7 separate regions of the Mus musculus genome follow, and all the other regions are linked to region 1. The links are chromatin contacts, called in public Hi-C and promoter capture Hi-C maps. All regions are on one chromosome and are shown on one strand. Each heading gives the region's core, a stretch centred on a gene start, on an enhancer-like site or on the middle of the called end of the contact. The rest is flanking DNA. Distances are from core to core; before and after follow the strand shown. Region 1 holds the start of Phyh (phytanoyl-CoA hydroxylase). Region 2 holds the start of Nmt2 (N-myristoyltransferase 2). Region 3 holds the start of Proser2 (proline and serine rich 2). Region 4 holds the start of Suv39h2 (suppressor of variegation 3-9 2). Region 5 holds the start of Rpp38 (ribonuclease P/MRP 38 subunit). Region 6 holds the start of Hspa14 (heat shock protein 14). Region 7 holds the start of Usp6nl (USP6 N-terminal like).

Region 1 (3,212 bases), core at 109-2,608:
CTGCTTGAGGTGACCCAAATTCAGACTAATTTCAGTTTTGTTTTCTTCCTTCTCCCTGCAGTTCCCATTTTGCACCAGGTGAGGGCAGTAAGAACACACCTATTTCCCAAGTGGGGGGTGGGGGGGGAATGCAGTCAGTCCTGCTTTTAAACTGTGGGCTAATTAAGCCGGTCTCTCAGGACATGGTCAGGCTTCCACCAGGTTGCTCAGGCTGGACAGATGAGGTTGGGAGATAAGCAAATGACCAAGCCGGCCCTGGGAGCTTCAGCTAAGCGAATCTCGTCCTAAAGGTCAAGGCACAAAGGGCAAATCTCTGCAACCTGAAAACAGGAAGTAGCCAGCTGGTTACTTGCTTGTCTCTCCTGGACTATGGCACTGTCACCAAATTATCTAATGAAAGCATTTAAGAAACAATAACATGTTTATGGAGTAACTAGAAGCAATCTAGAAGTAACTCTCTTAAGAGACCGAGAGACAAAGAGATTGAGATTATGTGTAGTGGTTGAATTTCAAAGACTTTAGGAAAACAGTTTTGTTTTGTTTTGGGTTTGGTTTGGTTTGGTTTGGTTTGCTTTTTCGAGACAGGGTTTCTCTGTGTAGCCCTGGTGGTCCAGGAACTCACTTTGTAGACCAGGCTGGCCTCGAACTCAGAAATCCCCCTGCCTCCGCCTCCCAAGTGCTGGGATTAAAGAAAACAGTTTTTAGCTACATAAGAAATTTTACATGTTATACTGGCTGGTGAGATACACAGTGGTTAAGGGAGCTTGCTGAACAAACCTGACCATCAGAGTTCGATCCCCAAAACTCAGGTGGTGGAAAGAGACTCAACTTCCCTGAAGATTATTTCTCTGATCTCCACAAACAAGGATGCAAACATACATACATACATACACACACACACACACACACACACACACACACACACCACACCCCATCACCACTACCACCACCACACACAAAAATGTAATGTAAGTTATCCTAGACCGTGTGGATCGCTCTTCTTAAAAACTAACAGCCAAACTTTCTAATATTTTAGGATGAATTCACGCTAAATTTAATGTCTCTTCTGAATAACACAGATGATTTTAATTTTTAGTGGGAGAACTAGTCACATAGATTAGTTGTTCATAGATTAAAACTACCAAGTTAAAAGGGTGGCTCAGATCCCTAACGGCCTCGGGCTGCTCGGCTTGCATCACCCCAGTCGCAAAATTTCGGACCTTGCAGATTAGAACAAAGACACAGCGGCGGGGAGCAAGGACTCCAGACAGCCTAGGCTCGCTCCCTCATCCCCAGCTCCCCAACCCCCAGCCTGGGGGAGGTGGCGCTGTGTCCTGCCCTTGGACAGAACTCCACCCTCTACTAGGAGGCGGGGCCTTGCCGTAAGTTAAGTGTGACCTGGGCGCAGCAGTTTCGTCTGCTGGCCCCCACCATGAATCTTACGCGCGCCGGCGCCCGGCTGCAGGTCCTTCTGGGACACCTCGGCCGACCCTCGGCCCCAACGATTGTATCCTTTGGGCTGTGGAAGGGCTCACAGGCTCGAAGGAGCCTCTCCGCCCTGGTGGTGGCTTCAAGGACATAAGAGAGCCTCTGCGCCGCCATCTCTTCCCTGTCTCCATCCCTAGGGTTCCCGGGTGGAGGCTGCATCCCCAGAGAGCCCTCGTCTTCTGGAAGGGCTCTCTGGTGGGACTTCTCTAGGCAGCATTTTGAGCCTTCAAGAAACCGTGGTTTCTTGCTGGTGTAAAGCGGGAAGCATAAAGCGAAAGGTGACGACGTCATCACAAAGAGGCTTGCCATTTTTTGAGTTGACTTCTGCATCCAGAAACACCAAGGACAGTTGCCCACAGGTGCTTGCCTGTGACCAAGGCCGGCAGAGGCAGGGATTCTCAGAGGTCAGGAGGAGGCGCCAGTCGCCAAAAAGAGAAGGCTCAGGACCCTGTCCAGCAGGTAGCTAGCTGCCCATCTCCACCTGCCCTCTGTCTGTCACCATCCCACTAGCTGTGTAAGCTCCCACTCCAGGGGCCAGGTGTCCCCAGTCTCCTGAGGACTGAACTGGTTCCCGGAAAGCGACTTCAGAAGCGAGTGCCTGGTGATAAATGCTTGTGATCCCCCTGGGAGGTGCAGGTGCAGACTCGAGGGTTGGTTGGTTGGTTGGTTGGTTGGTTGGTTGGTTGGTTGGTTGGTTGGTTTTTCGAGACAGGGTTTCTCTGTATAGCCCTGGCTGTCCTGGAACTCACTTTGTAGACCAGGCTGGCCTCGAACTCAGAAATCCGCCTGCCTCTGCCTCCCAAGTGCTGGGATTAAAGGTTCGTGCCACCACCGTCCGTCCGGCAGACTTGAGGATCTTAATGGCCAGCCATCCTGGCCAAAAGTGACAGACGGTCTAAAAAGCAAAACAAAACACTAAACCAAGGCTTGGAAGCAGTTATGCACACGAACACGTGTGTGTACACACACATCACACACAAACACATACATGCATACACTCAGACTCTTGGGGGATGGGAGGAAGCATCAAACTGTTGGCCCCTCGCCCTAGAAATTGCTAAAAATGAATGGTTTAGGGTTTTCAGTGCCTGCCACCTCCGAGGCTGATCATAATAGTTGTTTATTTGGCCTTCCCTGTTATTCTGCCTGTGGGGCTTTTGGTTTATAAGCAGCGGTGTGCCAGGCTTACCTCAAGCTTAAACTCTACAGGCTAATAATGTAACTTCATTTTACACTGAGAAACTAATGGGGAAAGACCCTGATTAGTGTGTATTGGACTAAAGCAGTGGTTAGACCTGCAGGCCATGTAGGGATGGAATATCACAGTCTGGTTTTTTCTTGGCAGTTGGATGTTTGCTACATTTTGAGAACCTTGGATATACTGGTACTAGATGTATTTGGACTGAAATTGATGCAGTCTCTTCACTACTCTTTGGATCTTATTGGTTGCTTGATTTTTGAGACAGAATCTTATCACGCATCTCTGGCGAGCTGGAATTTGCTATTATAGACTGGATTGGCTTAGAACTCACAGAGACCACCACCTCTGCCTCTTAAGTGCTGGGATTAAAGTATACACTTTTTTTGTTTTGTTTTGTTTTTCGAGACAGGGTTTCTCTGTGTAGCCCTGGCTGTCCTGGAACTCACTCTGTAGACCAGGCTGGCCTCGAACTGAGAAATTCACCTGCCTCTGCCTCCGGAGTGCTGGGATTAAAGGCGTGCGC
Region 2 (3,114 bases), core at 195-2,694, 1.6 Mb before region 1:
AGCAACTGCCTTTGTAAAACCGCCTCACAGTCTTCTGGTGGTCTGGCAGGATCTTTGAAAAATCCCTGTCTCTGGAATGCAACCGAGTGCCTGCTGTGGGAAGTATTTAACAGCAATATGGATTTCACCTTTGCCTTATCTGGTACACCCAGGAGATTCTCTTTCCTCTATCCCCCAGTCCTTTATTTTCCCTGAGAGGAGTCTGTTGTTGCTCAAGATGTCCTTGAACTCTGTATGCAGTGGATGCTGGCCTCAAAGAACTCCTCATTTTGACCTCCGGGACTTTTTACATCCAGGACTGCTGGGATAACAGGCATGGGCCACCATGCTTGGCTTTCTTCCTCTCCTGTTTCCTGATGGAGGACGATTTCAACACTGCCCATACAGGTTTCCTTGGTGGTCTAGGTCATGACCTTCACTTAGGAGAGAGCCGACAGACTTGCCTAAAACGACCCAATCCCCCTAATCTGGGTGTCTTCATGTTTCACAAAATGTTCATTCTGTTCTCAGCCGAACCCATCTAGACAAAAACATGCAAGCAAAAGAAAAAAACCAACCAAACAAACAAAAACCCCAGTCAACCAAACAAAAACCAACTCCAGTCATTTTCTGTTGAGGACTCTGAGGCTGCTTGCAGCGGGGAGGTGGGGAGGGCGGAGCTTTGGCTCGATAAGCATTAGATACTAAAATGTGAAATGGAAAATTTTGAAGAACATGTGGAAGAGGAGGCAGGGAGAGCTTTAGGGAATCGCAGGCCTGAGTGAAAAAAAAAATCCCTGCAGAAGTCGAGAGCGCTGAGGCACACAGACATATAGAATCTGTAGGCAGTGGTCGCAAAGGCTGCCGCGCAGCCCTGCAATCCAGCCTGCAGTGACCAGGTCTAGCCTTGGAGCCACAAACGCATCCTCATTCAGGCCACGCCCCAAGCCCAAAAGCCTCGGCCTCCGGCTCCCGCTCCGGCTCCACCATTCCCCCACCGCCCCACCTCACAGCTTTAGACTGAGGAAGGGCCGGCCTCGTGCTTTCGCCCTTCTGCTGGCTGAGGTGGGCGGGGCCGTGCCCGCTGAGGAGGCCCGAGCGGGCGAGCGAGGTGGGCGGGGCAGTGCTGGCGGAGTGGAGCCGAAGCGGAAGGCGAGGTGGGCGGAGCCTCGCTAGCCCAGGCGGAAACGGGACCACGAGAGGAGCCGGTCTTCACCCGCTAAAATAGGCGGAAGTGGGAAGGCGAGGTAGGCGGGGCCTCGACTGCCTAAGTGGGAGAACTGATGAAGTGGGCGGGTGTAGGCACGCAATGTGGGCGGGGCCCGCCCTGACTGAGGCGGGCGGGACTGCATAGACAGGCGGGAGCCTCAAGGGAGTGGGCGGGGCCGGGCCGGCTGTGATGGGCGTGACCGGGGGGTGGGCGGGGCCGCAGACTCGAGACTCGGTGCCCGAGGGTGGGCGGCACTAGAGGGAGCTGCGGCCGCGCCCGCCCTGTCGCGCCTTGCTTGCTGCTCGGAGCGCCGCCTCCCCAGCCGTTCGGAGCCGCCGCGATGGCGGAGGACAGCGAGTCTGCGGCCAGCCAGCAGAGCCTAGAGCTGGACGACCAGGACACGTGCGGAATAGACGGAGACAATGAGGAGGAGACCGAACACGCCAAAGGGTAGGAGGTGGCGCGCGGGCGCGACAGGGCGGGGACCGCGCGCACCTCAGGGCTCCCGCGCCCGCTCGTGGCGTGCGGGAGCCCCTAGACCGGAGGCTCCGTTTGGCGGTGTCCTCATCCCGAGACCATTGTGAGGTGCAGGTCTCCCAGCTCTCGGGGAGCACGCAGTGGTGGGCGAGGGCTGAGGTGGGCGGGGAGACTGCGACTCGGGCCCGGGAACCCGCGACGCGACAGTCACCTGCCGCGCGCCCCCGCTGGCTTGGCCTCACCCTACCACGGCGAGTGGTTCGGGTGGGAACTTAGCAAGGACGCAAGGCCCTTCCCTTTGCGGTGGCGGCGTCTTGGACCGGCGAGGCGAGGGAGATGCAAGTCGTTCCACTTGTGCCTTGGCATCCTTCTAGTTCTTTCGCGCCCCCCCCCCCCAGCCGCCACTAACCCCCTGTAGAGAGGAAACCCGCAGAGCCGGCGGTGGGGGTGGGATAGGGATGCGCCTCTGGCGGTCTCGGCTGCTGGCGACGAACTGCGCAAAGTTCTGCCTCCCAGGCCGGGAAAGGGGCGCCGAGACCGGGAGAGGGGGAGGGAGACAGGTCTCAGCCGACGCCTGAGGGCGTTCAGCTTTGCGGCCTCTGAGCGTGCCCTCAGAGCTTTCTAGAGCAGAGCTGACGGGTGAACGGAGTTCCCGCGGCCCCGACCTTGCCCCTCCTGCAAAACTGGTGTCTGATCTCCAAAGCCAAATGCACCAAGTACTTTAACATTTGATCGGTTTCTCAATCTATGCTGCCCTCTTTTCTCCCCTACAGACTTGATTTTTTTTTCTTCGAGAAAAGACTGCTTCTGGTTAAGGCTGGTATTGAAGTTCTGTTTTAGAGGCGGGGTTTGGAGGATCATTTTAAATAAAGACCGGTGTCCCTTTGTAGGTGCTGTTTGCCTCAGCCTTTTACCCTGTTGGATTCAAACTATGCGCTGGCACAGACTGTTACTGCTGCCCCTTAGAAGTGAGATTCTGCGAACCATGGTGACTGGAGAAGTGGGTCAGCCTAAAAACACGATAGGGAAGCCTGAGTCACAGATGGCTTATTTATTCAGTTCATGGAGAGTCTTTAAAGTATTTGTATTTTATTTCAACGTTTACTTTAAGCTTTAAGAAAGGAGGCTGTATTGATCTTGAATACGTTATCAGATATTAAATGACAAATGTCAAAAAAGAAAAGCTGACTACATATATCTCCCTTTGGCATGTTGCTTTTTAAGGTTTTCAGCGAACAGTTCAGTGGCAGCTGCAAGTACTGAATGTTATCATTCAAGTCTAGATTTTTTTTAAGCCCAGAGAGGCAATTCTTCAGAAATCTTAGCCTGAGTTCTGTTTATGAGTAATAGAAATTTGCCTGTGATAGCTAAATATGAGTGTATTTTTGAAACACTAGCCGTCTTGCCAGAAGTGGGTCCATATGCACGCCAGTGGATAGATAACTCAA
Region 3 (3,073 bases), core at 322-2,821, 1.2 Mb after region 1:
TCTGCATGTGCATTCGCAAGTCAGGGCTCAGAACACTGAAGCTGGTGAAAGAGACCACAAATGTAAGGATGAAGGAACTGAGGGCCACACCACGCCTGCATTAAAACAGGCCAATCCCTCTTCAACGAAGTGCCACGGGGCTCTTCAGTTTCAAAAAACACAGCCCATCTTTATAACTGCCACTTATTCTAATTTCAAATTTCTGTTTTCTGTGAGAGGAGAAAAATGCTTTTAAATTATCAGGATCCAAAATTTTCCAGTGAGAAGCTCACTGGAGTCACTGTTAAAAGGAACCAGTCACCGAGAAAAAGGCTATTACTGGTCTGGGCAAGAAAATACAGAAGATTCCATACATACGCTGTCAAGCCTGGCAAGAAAGATCGTAGCCCGACTTCCACCCTTCCCACCCAGCCCCAAGTAAATAGGGCATTTGTTTGTATTTCCACATTGGCCGCACCATTGGCCGCACCAACGAAAGTACCTCCTCCACCTAGGAAAACAATCTGGAACATTCAGGCATGGAATATGAGGGCAAAGTTTTAGTACACACTGGAGCACCTCACAGAAAATTATTTTTCCTAAGAGTCTGTCCTTCAAGCACTTCCCAGAGTTTACACTTAATACCTGGTTTGGTATTTCTAGATCGTTCTAGGACAAAGCTTCTTGTTGTTATCTATTAAAACTGGAGCCAGAGGGAATCTTCCCACAGCGGGACTCGAAAGTTTTACTCTTTAGGGGGACACACACACACAAACCCCTCTTCATTGTCTCCTTTGCACCAAATAGGTTCAGGCAGAGTTGTCCTGTGGTTAGGTGCCTAGAGGGGGTTAGTTACTTAAATTTAGAATCCGTAAAACAAAAGTTGAGAAACTTTCCGTCTCAGGGAAACGCTGCAGTTTATTTGACTGCCTTTTGTTAAGCCCTGTCTCATTAGCCACATATTCGGTCTTTCTAACCCTACCGTCCCAGGTCTCCCGGCAGACCCACACAAACATCCCCGCGCGATTCAGTTACCTGCGGGGAACCGGCGGGGGCATGGAAAACCTGCCGAAGGATTCGCTCAGGATACTGGTTTAACAGGTGGCTCTGGCCATCTCCGGGTTTCAGCCTCGCAAAGGACACGGTCCTCACGCGCAGTCCGCTCCAGGAAAGGTAAGGGACCAAAGACTCAACTCAGACAACACGCCACGAGCCACTCTCGCTCTCGGGAAAACCCCTAGGTGAAAAGCCACACGTCGCGATCCCCGAAGCCCCAGGATGGAGGCCAACCGGTGGCACTGACCTCGGCGACGACAGAGCCCCAGCTGCGCGCAAAGGGCTTCCCCAGTTACCAAGACCCGGACCGGGAGCCCTGGATGATCCCGACAGCTGCTGCCGCTCCCGGTGTCCCGCGCTTGGCCTGGCCTCGCTCAGTAGGGCGGAACTCACCGAGCCAAGTCCCCTCCGCGGGTCGCAGGTGTCCACGCCGACTGAGACCCTCGGGGCTCACGCCGTCCTCCGGCCAGCAAGTCGTGCACGCACGCACGCCGATCGTCCCGGGCTGCCTGGAGCGCGCTCCCCAGGGCGTCCAGCACCTCCCCGCCGCGCGCTCTCGGCGGCCGTGCGCGCTCCGCCGCCCAGCGCTCTGCACCTCTGCCGCGCGTTCCTGGCGGCCGGACTCCAGTCGGCCAGAGGTAGTCTGCGCGTCCCCGCGATACTTAAAGGGCCAGCGCCCAAAGCCCTTGGCTGTGCCTGTCAGGCCTTCTCGGTCTACTTGTGAGACTGAATTGAGCATGAGCAATCGTAATACCAATGTGCTTTTGAAGTCCTGAATAAGAAGGGACTTCTCCAGCAACTCCACCACTAACTTTGAGAGTTTCGTTGTTGTTGTTGTTGTTGTTTTAAAGTAGAATTTCATTATGTAGGATGGCTTCAAGTTCATGATCCTCCTGCCTCAGCCTCCTGACTTCTGAGATTACAGGCATCCAACAACAATATCCTGAAGAGATTATTTTCATTTAATAATAATGACTGTTATTTATGAAATACGTATACTTTCAAACAAGACACATAACATACATTATTTTGTTTAATTCATTTAGACAATGTTTGTGGGGTCGTGGGGTTAAGTCTTTCTTTGTTTTTGTTTTTTTGAAAAGGGATCTCATTATGTAGCCTTGGCTGGCCTGGAGCTCACTATGTAGACTAGGCTGGCCTCCAATTCAGAGAGAGCCAATGCAGGCTGAGATTAAAGGCGTGTGCCACCACGCCAAGCTCTATTCATGTTTAATGAACTTGTAAGCATTGTCCATATGTGAGTTACTTATGTGATGTTCCCATATGTGTGCACACTGAACAGGGTTTTTAGCAGAGTAAACATGGCCAGCTCCTTAAATATTTATCATTTGCTTGTCATGAAAAATGTCAAAATCCTTCTTGCTTTTTTTTGAGGATTTTGTTTCTTTTGGTTCATTCATTCATTCATTCATCCACTCATCCATTCCTTCATTCGTGTGTGTGTGTGTGTGAGAGAGAGAGAGAGAGAGAGAGAGAGAGAGAGATGCTTCAAAAAGTGAAGGTCAGCCGACAGCCTTCAGGAGCTGGTCCTCTCTTGCCCTCACGAGGGTCAGAGTTCAGGGCTCAGGGCAAGTGCCTCAATCCAATGAGCCATTTTCTTGGCCAGCCAGGTCCTTTGACTTCTTATGGTTATTTTACAGAGAGGGATTTTTGAGGTCGACGAGGCTGAAGAAAGGCCCCGGTTTTGATCCTGTTGATTGTTGGGATATCTTTACCACCGGGGGGAACATTTCTGAGTAGCTAATAGTAATAGCTCATTGTTGTGGCAGCCTTTCCCAACCGGGCAGAAGCTAATGTTCTCAGCGAGAAAGCCAGGGCCATGGATTTTATTCACTGTAATGCTTGGTGTGGCTCGAATGACAACCTGTACCCCCTAAATGTTTGCATTTTCCCCATTTAATGGAAAGCGAAGGAAGTGGCTGGCCACACAAATGACTGGGTTACAGGCAGCTGACAGGGCTGAGCCCAATTCCTCAGTCCTGAGATCATACCTTGGTCTTCCCCAGGAAGAAGAAGT
Region 4 (3,244 bases), core at 56-2,555, 1.4 Mb before region 1:
TTTCCCCGCAGTCCTTCCTCATCCTTCCCAGTAAGGACTTCATTGTCAGAAACCAGTGAGGATAGCTTCCGAACTCCAGTGACTGCAAACAACTCATATTTCTGGCACCTGCAAAAAGACTTTCCTTCAAATTTGCCAGAATACATTTATTTGCTTAGGTGTGGCGGTTTGGAGACAAGAAAGCTGTAAAAAACGTCTCATAAATCGCTTCTAAAAATCTTAAGGCTGTTTTGTCTTAATGCTAATCTCCTTATGCTAATCATCTGCAAAGGAGAGTCCTCTTGTTTATGTAACCAAGTTGTTTGCTGTTTTATTTATCTTTTCAATTTTTACCCCTAGCTGAGAATCTGAAAACACAACACTATAATGGAGGGTGGTGTTGAATCGGAGGATCAACGTACATATATTCGTATGAAAACGTCATAACGAAGCGTTACGTGTAATTACAATGCACCGCCCCTCGCAACAGAAATGCTACATTTTGGGGGCATCTCGAAATGTTAAAAAGAAAAATTGCCAACACTTGGTTTACAAAATCCCACAGCCAAAAATGATGAGAGGAAAACGCCTCATTGTCTAGATTATAACATCCCGTTTATAAAAACCATTCCACCATCCCATCCCCACCACGCTTCAAGGAGGCAAGAGCTACCTACGGGAATAATAGTGTCACCATCTGGGTGGAGCGGAGGAAAGAGCTGGAGAACAACCTTTTCATTCCAGAAGGCTTTGCACAACCCAGACTTTCAAAGGGCGCGCGACTCGAGCGCACGCACGCGCACTGCGTGCCCCGGCTTCAGCATCCACAGAAATAACCTGCAAGTTCCAGCCGGGCCCCCCAAAGTTTCCCGGAGCTCAGGGCTGCGTGTGCAGGCGCTTCACGGCGAGGCCAGACCCGCTCGAACGCAGGCACCAGGGGATTCCCTTTCTCCAGCACCGCACCTCAGCCCCGCCACCACCCCCAACCCCCGGCTCGGAGGTGGCGACCGCTACCGCCGCAGCGCGTGTGCTTTCCTGCTCACCCTTGAATAAGGCACCTCGTGCACACTCGTCGCCAAAGACCGCGGCCCGCGGAGCTCCGGACCACGCTCGCTGGGAGCCGGCGCGCCTCTCGCCCGCAGACGGCCGCGAGCGTCGCGCCGTCAGGGTCTCCGCGCGGCGGCGTCTCGCCGTTCGCCTGGCCTTGGGCCTCGGGGGCGGACCTGGAGCCCGGTGACACCGCGCTCCTGCCTCACTGCCCCGTGCCTTGGCCCTGGCCGCCGCCATCTTGCGGAGCTTTCATTCAAACTGGCGCGGTCAGCCCGAAGAACTCAGCTGGCCACACGCCCCGCCCCGGCCCGCCAGGGACTCCGGAGCGGGGAGGCTGAGAGGAGCGAGGCGTTCTGACGTCAGCGGAGACCGACCCCTGCGGTGGTAGCTACCGCGCCTGCGCCGCACGGTGGGGGCGGGAAGGGGCGGGGCCTTCCGTGGAAACTGGCCCTGCCCGTCGCTGGCTTGTTACTCGCTTTGACTTCGGAGGTCGCTTGCCATGATTCTTCATGCGGTCCCCTGAGTCGCTTCACAAAGACCTGACGTGCCCGCCACAAAACGCAAAATAGGCTGTGCGGGGTTAGTGTGCGCAGGTAGCTCCTTTCCCACTCTTGTTCCTCAGCACTTCAACCCAACGAAGCCCCACTACTTTTCCTTTCACTCCACACCACCAGGACTCAGGATCTTAAAATTTGACTGCATGTTGGGTTCACCTGGAGAGGTGCTGTCTGTTTAAACCACTCAAAGAGATTCTGATGAGTTGATGTGGCCATGTAGCAGCTGGACTCAAAGGAAAAGCCTGACAATTGTGAGAATCCAACCAACCCCGCCAAGAACCCTCTTAGTTAAGGCAAACGTAAAAGGTACACTTAGGACAAGGACTTACTAACATTAACAGACTTAAGCTGAGGGCAGGTTTTAGCCATATATGCTTGGGGAGAGTCAGGTCGTTCTCGGTTTTACCACTGTAAATCTGAAAACTTGTAAGAGGAACCATTATACACAAAAGACCATCGGCAATTCTGTAAGCCAGTCATGTCAATGCTATTCACAAGCACATACTGCCTGTCTTCTCTTCAGCCAAAACAGCCTAGCTGCCTTGACCTCTCCATTGCTCCCCTTCCAGCCACTTCCCACCCAGCTAAGGAGACTTTAAAACAGAAAATGAAACAAGCCTCAGACTTGCTTTGTCTGAGAAGCATGTTCAAGTCCTGACCCTTTTGCTTCCACTTTGGTGAGCTGGAATTACAGGTGCTAGCCAAAGCTCCCTTCTCCCCCAATAAACACTTTAAACTGGAAATCACGGTCTAGATCAAAGAACTGACTGACTCCCCTTCATGTGCTGCTCCCTCTCACGTGACTAGATTTAACTCAAATGTTACTTCTTCAGAGGCCACTCAGGCATTCTGTCTGGCTTTGTTCTCTAGCTCTTCTTTAAAAGCTTTTGTCAAAAAACGGTCAGGGTAGAGTCTTACAAATATTTTTGGTCTTGCTAAGTTTTATTTTAAAAATTGGCAAAGGATGCTGGAAGCAGAGGATAGCTTGGTGGAATAGCAGTTGTCTGATAGATCCAAGGCTCTGTGTTTTTTTGTTTGTTTTTTAGACAGGGTTTCTCTGTGTAGCCCTGGCTGTCCTGGAACTCACTTTGTAGACCAGGGCTGGCCTCGAACTCAGAAATCCACCTGCCTCTGCCTTCCGAGTGCTGGGATTAAAGGTATGTGCCACCACTGCCTGGCTCCCTTGTTTTTCTTAATTCTAGGGCATAGAGTAGAGCCAGCCACTCCAACCTTCCTCAGTGTCTACTCTCTATTCTCAGAGTGTAGAAGAGTAGGCCCGAAGCCTCTCAGGAAACCCATGAACACAGAACCCCAGTCTTCCCTGTGTAACAACTTTGTCTCCTGGTGACATGGTTAGCAGCTCTGCAAGTGTTCTGTGATCTTTACACACTAACCTGCACAAAACACACCTCTCAGAACATGTCCTCCTCGCTGAATGGCACCAAGCACTTTCTCCCGGATTCCAGGAATGCCCTGTCATTTGATCTCTGTGGTTTTTCTCATGGATGTACTGTAATTTTCCAGAACTCATACAACATGTATCATATCCTAACAGAGGAAAGTATATATTAAAACATAGCTATCTCCTGGTCAAGCAAGATGTTAAGAGGCTTGAAAAGAATACACAATACCAAACACTTCCTGCTAGAGCTTCTGTT
Region 5 (3,221 bases), core at 560-3,059, 1.6 Mb before region 1:
CCTGTTTATCCTTCCCAAAGGCAACTGTATACCTCTGCTCTCAGTTGTCTCCTTCTTAGAGTTCATCTGAGAACTATGAAGACCCAGTTGACAAACTTCAAATAAGTCCCCCCTGCTTAAGGTTCCTCTAATTCAGGGCACTTTCTCCACGCATCTTGTTCCTAACAAACTTACAGAGTTCCCTGGCATGGATTAGGAAGCAGACTCACTGTACAACTCACAGCTAGTTTTTCTAAAGACTTCTTTTAATCATGGATCTATCTTAGAAATAACCTGTGGTTTTTAAGAACCATCAGATGGCTGACTCACCCTAGAGCTTACTGAGCTGGAATTTCTGGGAGTCAACTGTGCCACAGGTGCTGGTAAAAAGCTGCCCAACATTTGGAGATGTTGATGTGAGGCAGGTGGCATCTCCAGACTGCACGGCCTTTGGAGATGGTGTTGCACTCACTCCCAGTAAGAGCTGCAATCTTGATTCTGTCAGTGCTGCCCACTGCTACAGACACTGGCTATAGCTGCTTCCATAATAACTGCTTCCATCAATCCCCATGAGCTGCATGCTCCTCACAAGCTAAGAGATTCAAGAACAGGTCGTCCAAATCTATCGAGGTGACCAGCAGCTGGTAGCTAGCTTTGAGTAAAATGACCAGGAAGCAAGGGACAAATGGTCCCACCACAACGCTTGCCAAACTGCAAGTCAGCTACTGTCCCTGCCTAGCATGGGGGACACTCACAGATGCTCTGCAACCAAGGGATTGCAAGATTGGGATGTATGTCTCTGATTCACAAAAACCTGGAAGGGGAGATGAAAAAAAGAACCAAGCCTACATAAGATGACCGCCATGCAATACTAATTTTTAAAATGCTGAATATTAACAGGTTCACAGAGCTTGATCAAGTACCTTGCCAACTATGTCTGCAAGCTGCTACTGCCTACAGGACCAATTACAAACTCAAAATGTTTACTCCCATTTCTCAAGCATTTCTCCTTTCACTCATCACCCATATTACAGATTCTGGCTATTTAATGAGGCCTCTGGTTTCTCATGTCCTTATTCAACGTACACTGTGCCTGGTAGAGCACTTACATACATTTTTTTCTATCAAATTATTATGAATTATCCTTGCTGTTGCAGGCCATTAGGCATTGGGCAAAGCAAAAAGCTTCTGCGAGTAATAAAAACGGCTCACTCTAAAGCCAGAGTAGTGAGGTTATCTTGAGGAACAGGCCTTAGTTGAAGTCTCTGGAGAAAACGACCATTAACCAACCGCAATCTAAAATATTCCTCCTTTGAAGGAATTCTTTAGATAGCCCAAGAAGGAAGCGGGCAGTGAGGGATTACAGAAGAACATTAAAGTTCAGTATCGCCCGAACAGAGATGCTGGAGTTGAAGATACTGGGTAAGGACAAGATGGTGACTCTAGAGCCTTTCAAGAAGGGCGGCGCGATTAGAATCGCGTCACAGAGACCTTGATTTGGGAAGAGACCCTAGAAAGGCTGTCAGCAGCAGAGAAGCTCCCGCGGTCTCGGGAGGACGAAGGGGTACCCGCATCACACAACACGACGGAAGGAAACCCCCGAAGGCAGGGATCGGCTGAGACCAGCCGGAAAGAACCTCAGGGAGAGCGGGCTCTGGATGACCCCCACCCCGCGGTGACCCGGGTGCCCACGGGCCGGGACTCGAGCCACAGGCACGCACGCGCCCACCTGAGCAGAAGCGCCCCGCGGAGACCACGTGACGGATCGCTTCACTACAGCAACTCGGTCACTACCAGGAACCACTGCGCCCGCTCCACGTGCGCCTGCACTGAGCGTGCGCAGAACACGAGCTCCGCCTACCTGCCTCTGCATTACGTCACTCCCAGTCAGGGACGTCAGGCGTGGTGTGTGGACTAAACCTGGCACAGCACTGCGCAGGCGTGTATTCTGTCTCGCGAGAGTCTGTGGTTGCTGTAGTAACCAGCCTCTCCCTTCTGACTGGTCGTCCAAAATGACGATGCGGAACAGCTCGGTTCTGTGAGAGGTTCGTCTCTCCTTTTGGCTCTCCATTTTTAGCCCAGTTGCTTCTGCCTTGCTGTCTCTTTTTGTTCTGGGGATACAAAACTCCAGCCCTTATAGCCACCCATTCCCCTGCACGCGTCCCTGGGAGAGGCTGGTTACTACAGCAACCACAGACTCTCGCGAGACAGAATACACGCCTGCGCAGTGCTGTGCCAGGTTTAGTCCACACACCACGCCTGACGCCCCTGACTGGGAGTGACGTAATGCAGAGGCAGGTAGGCGGAGCTCGTGTTCTGCCACGAAAATCAAATAAATAGGGGTTATAGGGTTGCATGTACTTAGAGATTATGTGTAGAATCTTGGGCACACTGAAAGGAAAATAGGGGCTGCATTTAGTTCCACAGCAGTACTCCAGAGTACTCCGGCAATAGCTGTTGTGCCTTCTGACAAACGGAGACAAAAAATAAGAAAGGTTATGAAACAAAATCACTGGAAAGTTACAACTGGTAAGCAGTGGAATAATGTACTAAAGATTAAAAATTACGCACGCCTTTAATCCCAGTACTCGGGAGGCAGGCGGATTTCTGAGTTCGAGGCCAGCCTGGTCTACAAAGTGAGTTCCAGGACATCCAGGACTATACAGAGAAACCCTGTCTCAAAAAAACAAAAAACAAAACAAAACAAACAAAAAAAAAAGGCAGGAGAGATGGCTCAGCGGGTAAGAGCACTGACTGCTCTTTCAGAGGTCCTGAGTTCAAGTCCCAGCTCACAACCATCTGTAATGGGATCCAATGCCCTCTTCTGGTGTGTCTGAAGACAGCAACAATGTACTCACATACATTAAATAAATAAATAAATAAATAAATAAATAAATAAATAAAAATTACTTGACAGGAATTACTTTCTGTTCTTATGAATTTGGGAGGATTCAGGTCCTTCTCTTTATCTTCCTCTTTTTTCTCGGTGTTTTCATTGCTCATTTTAGACTAACATATAGGATCTAGCTTCTACGTTTCCATTATTCACCACCTATTGAACATTTAAACAGAACAAACACTGTTGCTTGTGGTCAAAGATTGTTGAAGTTTTTACAGGAAAAGCGTGCTGTGGTTTCTATCACAAGTAGATGAACTAGATTAAGTTCGGTCGAGTTTTGACTGTGCCATATAAGACGTCCTTTACTATTACCCGCAGTCATGTAGCGCTAAAGACAAATCGC
Region 6 (2,921 bases), core at 255-2,754, 1.4 Mb before region 1:
GAATATACCTGCAGATTGTAATGGAATTTTAGAAATGCCATTGTATCTGGCATTCACTCAGGTGCCTGAGTGACACCCATTCAGGCCTTAAAGTCATCTTCTGTAAATAATCAGTGATGGGACTTATGGGGTTGCTCTTCCTTTGGGAATTTCAAACTGAGGAATTGCATAACCTCAGTAGCAAGACATTCTTGGCAAACCAGGAATTTTTGCAATGGTTGATAATTGCTTAGGCAATGGGTCCTTCAGACAACGAGATCAGAGAAGACATTCTGGTATTCAGTAATTGACTTGCCAAAAGGCCTTTTTTTCGTAACAATCAATAAAAGCACAAGGCTACCCGAGTTCAGTCCTCAGACTACTCCACCTTGCAAAACCTTACTAGGTTGGCAGTGTCTCTCTTTCTTAGATTGTCCCTCATAAACTGGTCTTTTAACTGCCACTATTTGTTTCTTATAGTTTAATAAAAGGCTTCTTCTAGCCCATGCATTTTCCCGTTTAGATCTGTGCAGTAAGCTGGATCAAATGTATACAACATTCTATACCTAGCAAGCATGATTACACGACTCTCCCACAAATACAGCTTTTCCACCTGCTTCCCTACAAACGAAGTAGCTACTCCCCTGGGACTTTCCTGATAAATCGAATGAGACTTAAAACCGAAGATAGCATCGGTTAAATTCCTTAACATTGTTCCTTCTCCATCGATATTGAGGAGGAAAAAGCTATAGTTCCTTGTTAAGTTCTCAGTTCTAGAATCAAGTGTGTACAGCAAGAGTCAGTTCTTAACTAGGAACCCTTCTCTCGAGGGCAGTTACACAGTGCTCTGGTTGCTCAGAAATTCAAATACCTCCCACCTCCGGGAACCCCGAACCAGTGACGTCACCGTGACCTCTTAGGGACTCTGCGGTCAGTTGTCACTAGGACTTCTCTAGCATCCAGGGGGTCCTGACATCCAGGTTTGTTCTAGGCGTCTTTACAAGAACGATGTCCCCCGCCCCGAGGACTCCAGGCATCCTGGAGCCCTGACGTCTTTTGAACTCTTCTGGGCATCCTATGGCCCGGTCTCCTAAGTGCACCCTGCATGCTTGAGGCCTTTTCGTCCCTAAAACTCCTCAAACAGCCAAGACGTCCAGGATACCCTGGAGTATCCAAGATCCGGCTCTCTGTATCCACCCTCCACACAGCGTGCTTGGCCTTGGAGGGAGAGCCGAGAACCCGCAACATTGCCACTTGCTTGCACGCACGGTTCCCGGGCCGATGACCCGGAGCCCAGAAAACAGGGTGGCCGCCACGGAACCCGGAGACAGCTTCCCAGGCTCACCTTGTAGACAGCCACACAGGCTGATGTGCAGCCCAGGTGCACGCCGATCGCCGCCATAAGGCGGCGGAGACCACGGCAGCTCAACGAAGGACCCTTCAGCAGCTTCAGCTAGCTTCCTCGGAACAAGCCCATCAGGCACTGCGGAGACTTCACGTTCCCGCCCGCCTACTGCGTCCGGTCTGCTGCGCCGGCCTCCCAAGTCGCAGCCAATCAACATAAGGATGCCGCCTTTCATCAGAACGGTTAGCCAATAGTTTTAGCGCATCACTCCGCGCTCCTTGGGAGCCCGGCGTAAACGCCGGTCTGCTCAAGCTCAAGCCGGAAAGGCCCGGAAGAGGGTCATTAGCTCCTCCCTCTCCTGAGCGCCGTTCATCAGAGCCAATGGGAACGCCTGGTGAGATTGCGTCACTTGTTTCCTGCCTCTTTCCGGCTTCACGAGGCAGCCCCCACTACAGTAAGGAAGGTGTGGGTAGTTCCGGGTCCCAGGCTCAGCATGCGGTGCATCAGTCCAACTGCTCTGGTGACCTTTTGCGCCGGGTTTTGTATCTCGAACCCTGTGCTGGCGCAGGGCCTGGAGGCCGGTGTGGGGCCGAGGGCTGACTGTGAAGGTGAGCGGTGTGTGACCTGCTTGCATGGCGGCGACACCGCGCTCAGCCTAGCAATTGCCTAAGCAGCTTCTCCCGGCCCAAGCTGTAAATAACATTTCACCCTTCTGCTTTTGCTGTCATTATTAAGGTGGCGCAGAAAAAGGAGTGAAATAGGATTCGTATTAGATTTTGTGCAAATGGTCTCCGCTGCCAACTTGATTTTGTTGCTCCTAACCGAGGAGACTTGCTTCTCTGCTCAGAAGACATGTTTTGAGGTTCAAACTAATTGCCATTCCTAGGAGGTAAATAAAACATGGCAATACGTTAGGGTTGCTGAAATCAAAGACAAGGGTACGGCTGACTAGGACTTTATAGACAAGCTGCTTTACAAAGGAGCACATTAATTCCTAGAGAACGATAAAATAGACGCCTGTTTTCTTCTGTGGACTTGGCGATCATACCTTCAATTCCACCATCCCACCTGGTTTTGAGGGTGTTATAGTACCTAGGTTTTGTAAAAACAAAACAAAACAAAAAAACAGTGTATTTTGTAGAGGACTGTTAACAAGAGCCAAGATGAACAGTTTTGATAGTCCCTTTGGGACCACTGTAGCACTTCTTGTTTTATTGAAGTGATGTAAACATATATCTTCTCATCTTGAGAGCAGATGTACTGAACAGAAAATGGAGACAAGATTCATGTGGAATGGGCAGTTGAGTCTTATTGTAAGTAAATAGTATTAATAGTAGTTGGAGTCCAGCTTTCTATCAGCAATTATCAAACCTTCCTCTAGAAATTTAAAATAAGTTTAGATGTTATTTAAAATTTCTGTAGCTAAAGATACTGGTTTAACAGTTATAATTTCAGTTAAAGATCTCATCTTGGGCAAGCAGGATTTTATTATAGAACTTCAAACTATTTTGAAATCATTATAGATTGATGTATGAAACTACTTTAATAAACAAAAAAGGGCTGGAGAGATGGCTCAGTGGTTAAGAGCACTGACTGC
Region 7 (2,898 bases), core at 132-2,631, 1.4 Mb after region 1:
AAGCACAATGTAAGTACATGCGTATGTGCATGTGTTGTCATCAAAGACTTGGAAGCTGTAGGCATTGTCACAAATGGAGAGCTCTTTGGTGACTTGCTAATTTTGGAATTCTATTCCTTATATTTGAGTGTTGAAAAAATTCCCATGACCATCCAACTTTTGACCTGATTTTCACCAAACCAACTGTGCCATTTGTACATACCAGAATAAACAAATCAATAAACAAAACAAAACCCAAAGTAGTGTTTCCAAACCTGGTTTAAATGGAGACCTGAATGAAGGGATGCGCGCGCGCCTGTCTGTCTGTCTGTCCAAAAGGCCCTGGGTTTCACTGGTTAATCAGCATTTGAGAGTCAGAAGTGGCCTCAGAGGCCATCTAAGACCCAAGGAGTCACAGGTGTTAAAGTCTGCAAGCCCAGGAAGGGCCAGGACTCTGCCTCTCCTCAATTCCTCAAGGAACACAGTTTGCAGTGAGTGTCAGGTTTCACCAGCCTGGGAAAGAGTAAACGCAGTGCACAGTTGCCAGCTATAGTAATTCTAGTTCCTGGAAACAAGGACAGAAGCCTTTTAGCTACTCGCACACCCAAACCTTTGCTGCTTCTAGTGAATAAATCATTTAACCGTCAGCAAATTACAGTGTTGGGAAGTTTACATCATCCCCTTTTTACATCAGTTCTTAATGGAAGACCGTGGGGATTAAAACTCTTGACACAGAAAAAGCTGACCTAAAGAAAGATGGGCCAGGGAATGAACACTGTTTAGGCAGCAAAAGGCTTGCACACAGTAGCCTACTTAAAGTTGTGCTGATCTGAACTCTTGGCATAAATGCCTGGAAATTGACTGTGTGACCTTGTGTCAGTAACAGAGCCACTCTGTTGACAGATTCACTGTGCACACACTACCAAGCATTTGTTTGCGCGGGGAACAACTCCACGAAGCAGGTACAGTTTCCCTCTCACTTCACGGGTGAGGATACCGAGTCCAAGAAAAACCCAAGTGCAGTAGGCAACGTCTGAAGGCTGGCGAGCGGACGGGCCTCATCCGCGAAAGGCGCCGTGCTCTGCCGGCTGCCCTCAGGTGTCAGACACAGCACTGGTCCCAGCCCGTGAGTAGCTCTGGAGCGATCGCTGGGCGCCGCCGGGTCGGCGGACCCCCTCTTCATGCAGAGGGGCTCGGGCCGTCGGCCTCCGCCCGCAGCCCATCGAGCGCGCGCCCGGCGGGAGCGCGGGAACAGCGCACGTGCCGCCGGGAAGGCAGGGGCTGTCCGCCCGCGCCAAGATGGCGGCGGCCGCGGCCGCAACGGCGACTGTTGGCGGCCGGTGAGGCGGGCGGGGCCGGCGGCGCGGAGGCGGGGTCCCGGGAGAGCCGCCCTGGGGAAGGCGGGGGCCGTTTCCATAGCGGCGGCGGCTGGAGGTGTCGCGCCGGGGAACTTCCTGGTTCCCGGGCTCGGCTTTGCCGGGAGCCTCCTGGAAGGGAAACAATGGGGCGGAGGGCACTGCGGTAGCCGCCGCCGCCGCCGCGCCGGACCTCTCGGCCTCCCGCGACTGGCCGCCGCCGCCGCCGCCGGGACCGCTTGGAGGTAACTTCCTTTTCTCTTCAGCCGCTGCTACAGGGGCTGGCGGGGTCTAAAGGCGAGGGGGCCAGGTCGGAACTGGCTCCGGGCAGCCGGTCGCCGCCATTCCCGGCCCCGGGCAGAGGGCACGCTGCGGCGGCGCGGCCTGGCCCGAGCCGGCTCCCGTGGACCCCGCGCGCCGTGTTGCTCGCGCGTGGGGGTGGTGGTCTGCGGTGTGATTGACAGGCGGGCGGGCGCGCGCGCGGGAGCGGCCGGGCGGGGGGCCGAGAGGGCTCGGCGCTGCGTGCAGACCCCCGGGGAGGCGGAACGCTCCGGCCGCCTTCCTCCCCCACCCCGCGTGCAAGTTTCGGTCCCCGGGGAGACGTGTCTCCCTTGCAAGTTTCAGTTGCGTCCTGCGGGAGCGCGAGTGGGCAGGACCCAGGCAAACTTCGTTCGCTGAGACGATTGCCTGGGATGCCGCAAGAACTTTGGAGCAGCCCCGGGGAGGATGGGCGGGCGGGAGGGAGCTGGAAATCCGTGCGCCCCGGCAAAGTTTTGCTGGCTAGTTTGGGGCTCCGGGAGCGCGGCGTTTCTATAGGGGATGAGCACGGTGGCTCGCAGGTGTTTTAATGCAGAGAATGAGAGAAGTCTTACTCCATGGTGGGACGTTCATATATGTTGAGCATCGAGATCTCTGGGCTCTTCTTTAGGCACACTCCGTATAATCGACAGATACTTTTTTTTTTTTTAAAGATTTATTTATTTTATCTATATGCGTACACTGTAGCTGTACGGATGGTTGTGAGCCACCAATGTGGTTGTTGGAATTTGAACTCAGGACCTCCGGAAGAGCAGTCAGTGCTCTTAACCGCCCAGCCATTTCTCCAGCTATCCACAGATATTTTGAATTTTATTTTTAAAATTAGCGTACAAGGTGTTAGCTAACATCACGGCATTTTCGAATAAAGCTGCGTTAGTAGATTCTTCTGTTCACTCATTCCTCCTACCCCAGATGCTTTTTAAGGAGACTAATATGCGTTGTGCCTTATGGAAAGGCTCGGTGAATTGGGGCAGTACTGCGACACGAATGGAAAAAGTTGTAGGGACAGTGTTCAAAGTATTCTTGCTGGAACAGTTTAGTCGTGGATCCTTCCTTCCTTCTTTCCTTCCTTCCTTCCTTCCTTCCTTCCTTCCTTCCTTCCTTCCCTTCTTCCATTCCTATGTAATTAGATCTATGAGACAAGTTGTTTCATAGCTCAGAAAAGTTTCGCGGTACGGTTGATTGAGATGACTCGTGACCAATTCCCTCCCATACTGAATCTCTGGAAGTTTTCTCGGTGGTGGTG

What was found. Promoter capture Hi-C pulls out the DNA fragments that hold promoters and counts their contacts. A called contact is a pair of places that touch in the nucleus more often than the background predicts. Capture Hi-C pulls out chosen DNA fragments and counts their contacts.
Region 2: a contact with region 1 is called in a promoter capture Hi-C map of pre-B cells, with 7 times the contacts expected there. The contact joins the promoter of Nmt2 here to the promoter of Phyh in region 1.
Region 3: a contact with region 1 is called in a promoter capture Hi-C map of hippocampal neurons, with 11 times the contacts expected there. The contact joins the promoter of Proser2 here to the promoter of Phyh in region 1. A contact is called at or near these places in 1 of 39 promoter capture datasets (hippocampal neurons) and 1 of 115 datasets of contacts at active chromatin or transcription factors (large pre-B cells).
Region 4: a promoter capture Hi-C map of embryonic stem cells shows a contact between it and region 1, with 4 times the contacts expected there. The contact joins the promoter of Suv39h2 here to the promoter of Phyh in region 1. A contact is called at or near these places in 2 of 39 promoter capture datasets (embryonic stem cells and pre-B cells) and 2 of 9 other capture datasets (adipose tissue and liver).
Region 5: a contact with region 1 is called in a promoter capture Hi-C map of liver, with 4 times the contacts expected there. The contact joins the promoter of Rpp38 here to the promoter of Phyh in region 1. A contact is called at or near these places in 1 of 39 promoter capture datasets (pre-B cells), 2 of 115 datasets of contacts at active chromatin or transcription factors (stem cell-derived neural progenitor cells and thymic regulatory T cells) and 1 of 9 other capture datasets (liver).
Region 6: a contact with region 1 is called in a Hi-C map of muscle stem cells, with 4 times the contacts expected there. The contact joins the promoter of Hspa14 here to the promoter of Phyh in region 1. A contact is called at or near these places in 1 of 39 promoter capture datasets (pre-B cells), 2 of 484 Hi-C or Micro-C datasets (CD4 T cells and muscle stem cells) and 1 of 115 datasets of contacts at active chromatin or transcription factors (large pre-B cells).
Region 7: a promoter capture Hi-C map of pre-B cells shows a contact between it and region 1, with 2.4 times the contacts expected there. The contact joins the promoter of Usp6nl here to the promoter of Phyh in region 1.

Annotation. Positions count from the first base shown.
Region 1 is chr2:4,917,638-4,920,849 of GRCm38.p6, forward strand. Phyh (phytanoyl-CoA hydroxylase) reads left to right here and starts at 1,359. Exons shown (of 9, transcript NM_010726.2): 1 at 1,359-1,507. The coding sequence starts at 1,433.
Region 2 is chr2:3,282,768-3,285,881 of GRCm38.p6, forward strand. Nmt2 (N-myristoyltransferase 2) reads left to right here and starts at 1,445. Exons shown (of 14, transcript NM_008708.2): 1 at 1,445-1,639. The coding sequence starts at 1,530.
Region 3 is chr2:6,128,614-6,131,686 of GRCm38.p6, forward strand. Proser2 (proline and serine rich 2) reads right to left here and starts at 1,572. Exons shown (of 4, transcript NM_144883.4): 1 at 1,429-1,572.
Region 4 is chr2:3,473,681-3,476,924 of GRCm38.p6, forward strand. It overlaps Suv39h2 (suppressor of variegation 3-9 2), which reads right to left and starts at 1,306. Exons shown (of 6, transcript NM_022724.4): 1 at 1,023-1,306. The coding sequence starts at 1,266. It also overlaps a transcript of Dclre1c not described here.
Region 5 is chr2:3,330,819-3,334,039 of GRCm38.p6, forward strand. It overlaps Rpp38 (ribonuclease P/MRP 38 subunit), which reads right to left and starts at 1,810. Exons shown (of 2, transcript NM_001013376.2): 1 at 1,709-1,810. It also overlaps a transcript of Acbd7 not described here.
Region 6 is chr2:3,511,310-3,514,230 of GRCm38.p6, forward strand. Hspa14 (heat shock protein 14) reads right to left here and starts at 1,505. Exons shown (of 14, transcript NM_015765.2): 1 at 1,325-1,505. The coding sequence starts at 1,381. Cdnf (cerebral dopamine neurotrophic factor) reads left to right here and starts at 1,756. Exons shown (of 4, transcript NM_177647.4): 1 at 1,756-1,932. The coding sequence starts at 1,818.
Region 7 is chr2:6,321,376-6,324,273 of GRCm38.p6, forward strand. Usp6nl (USP6 N-terminal like) reads left to right here and starts at 1,382. Exons shown (of 15, transcript NM_001080548.1): 1 at 1,382-1,579. A230108P19Rik (RIKEN cDNA A230108P19 gene) reads left to right here. Exons shown (of 7, transcript NR_040333.1): 7 at 1-236.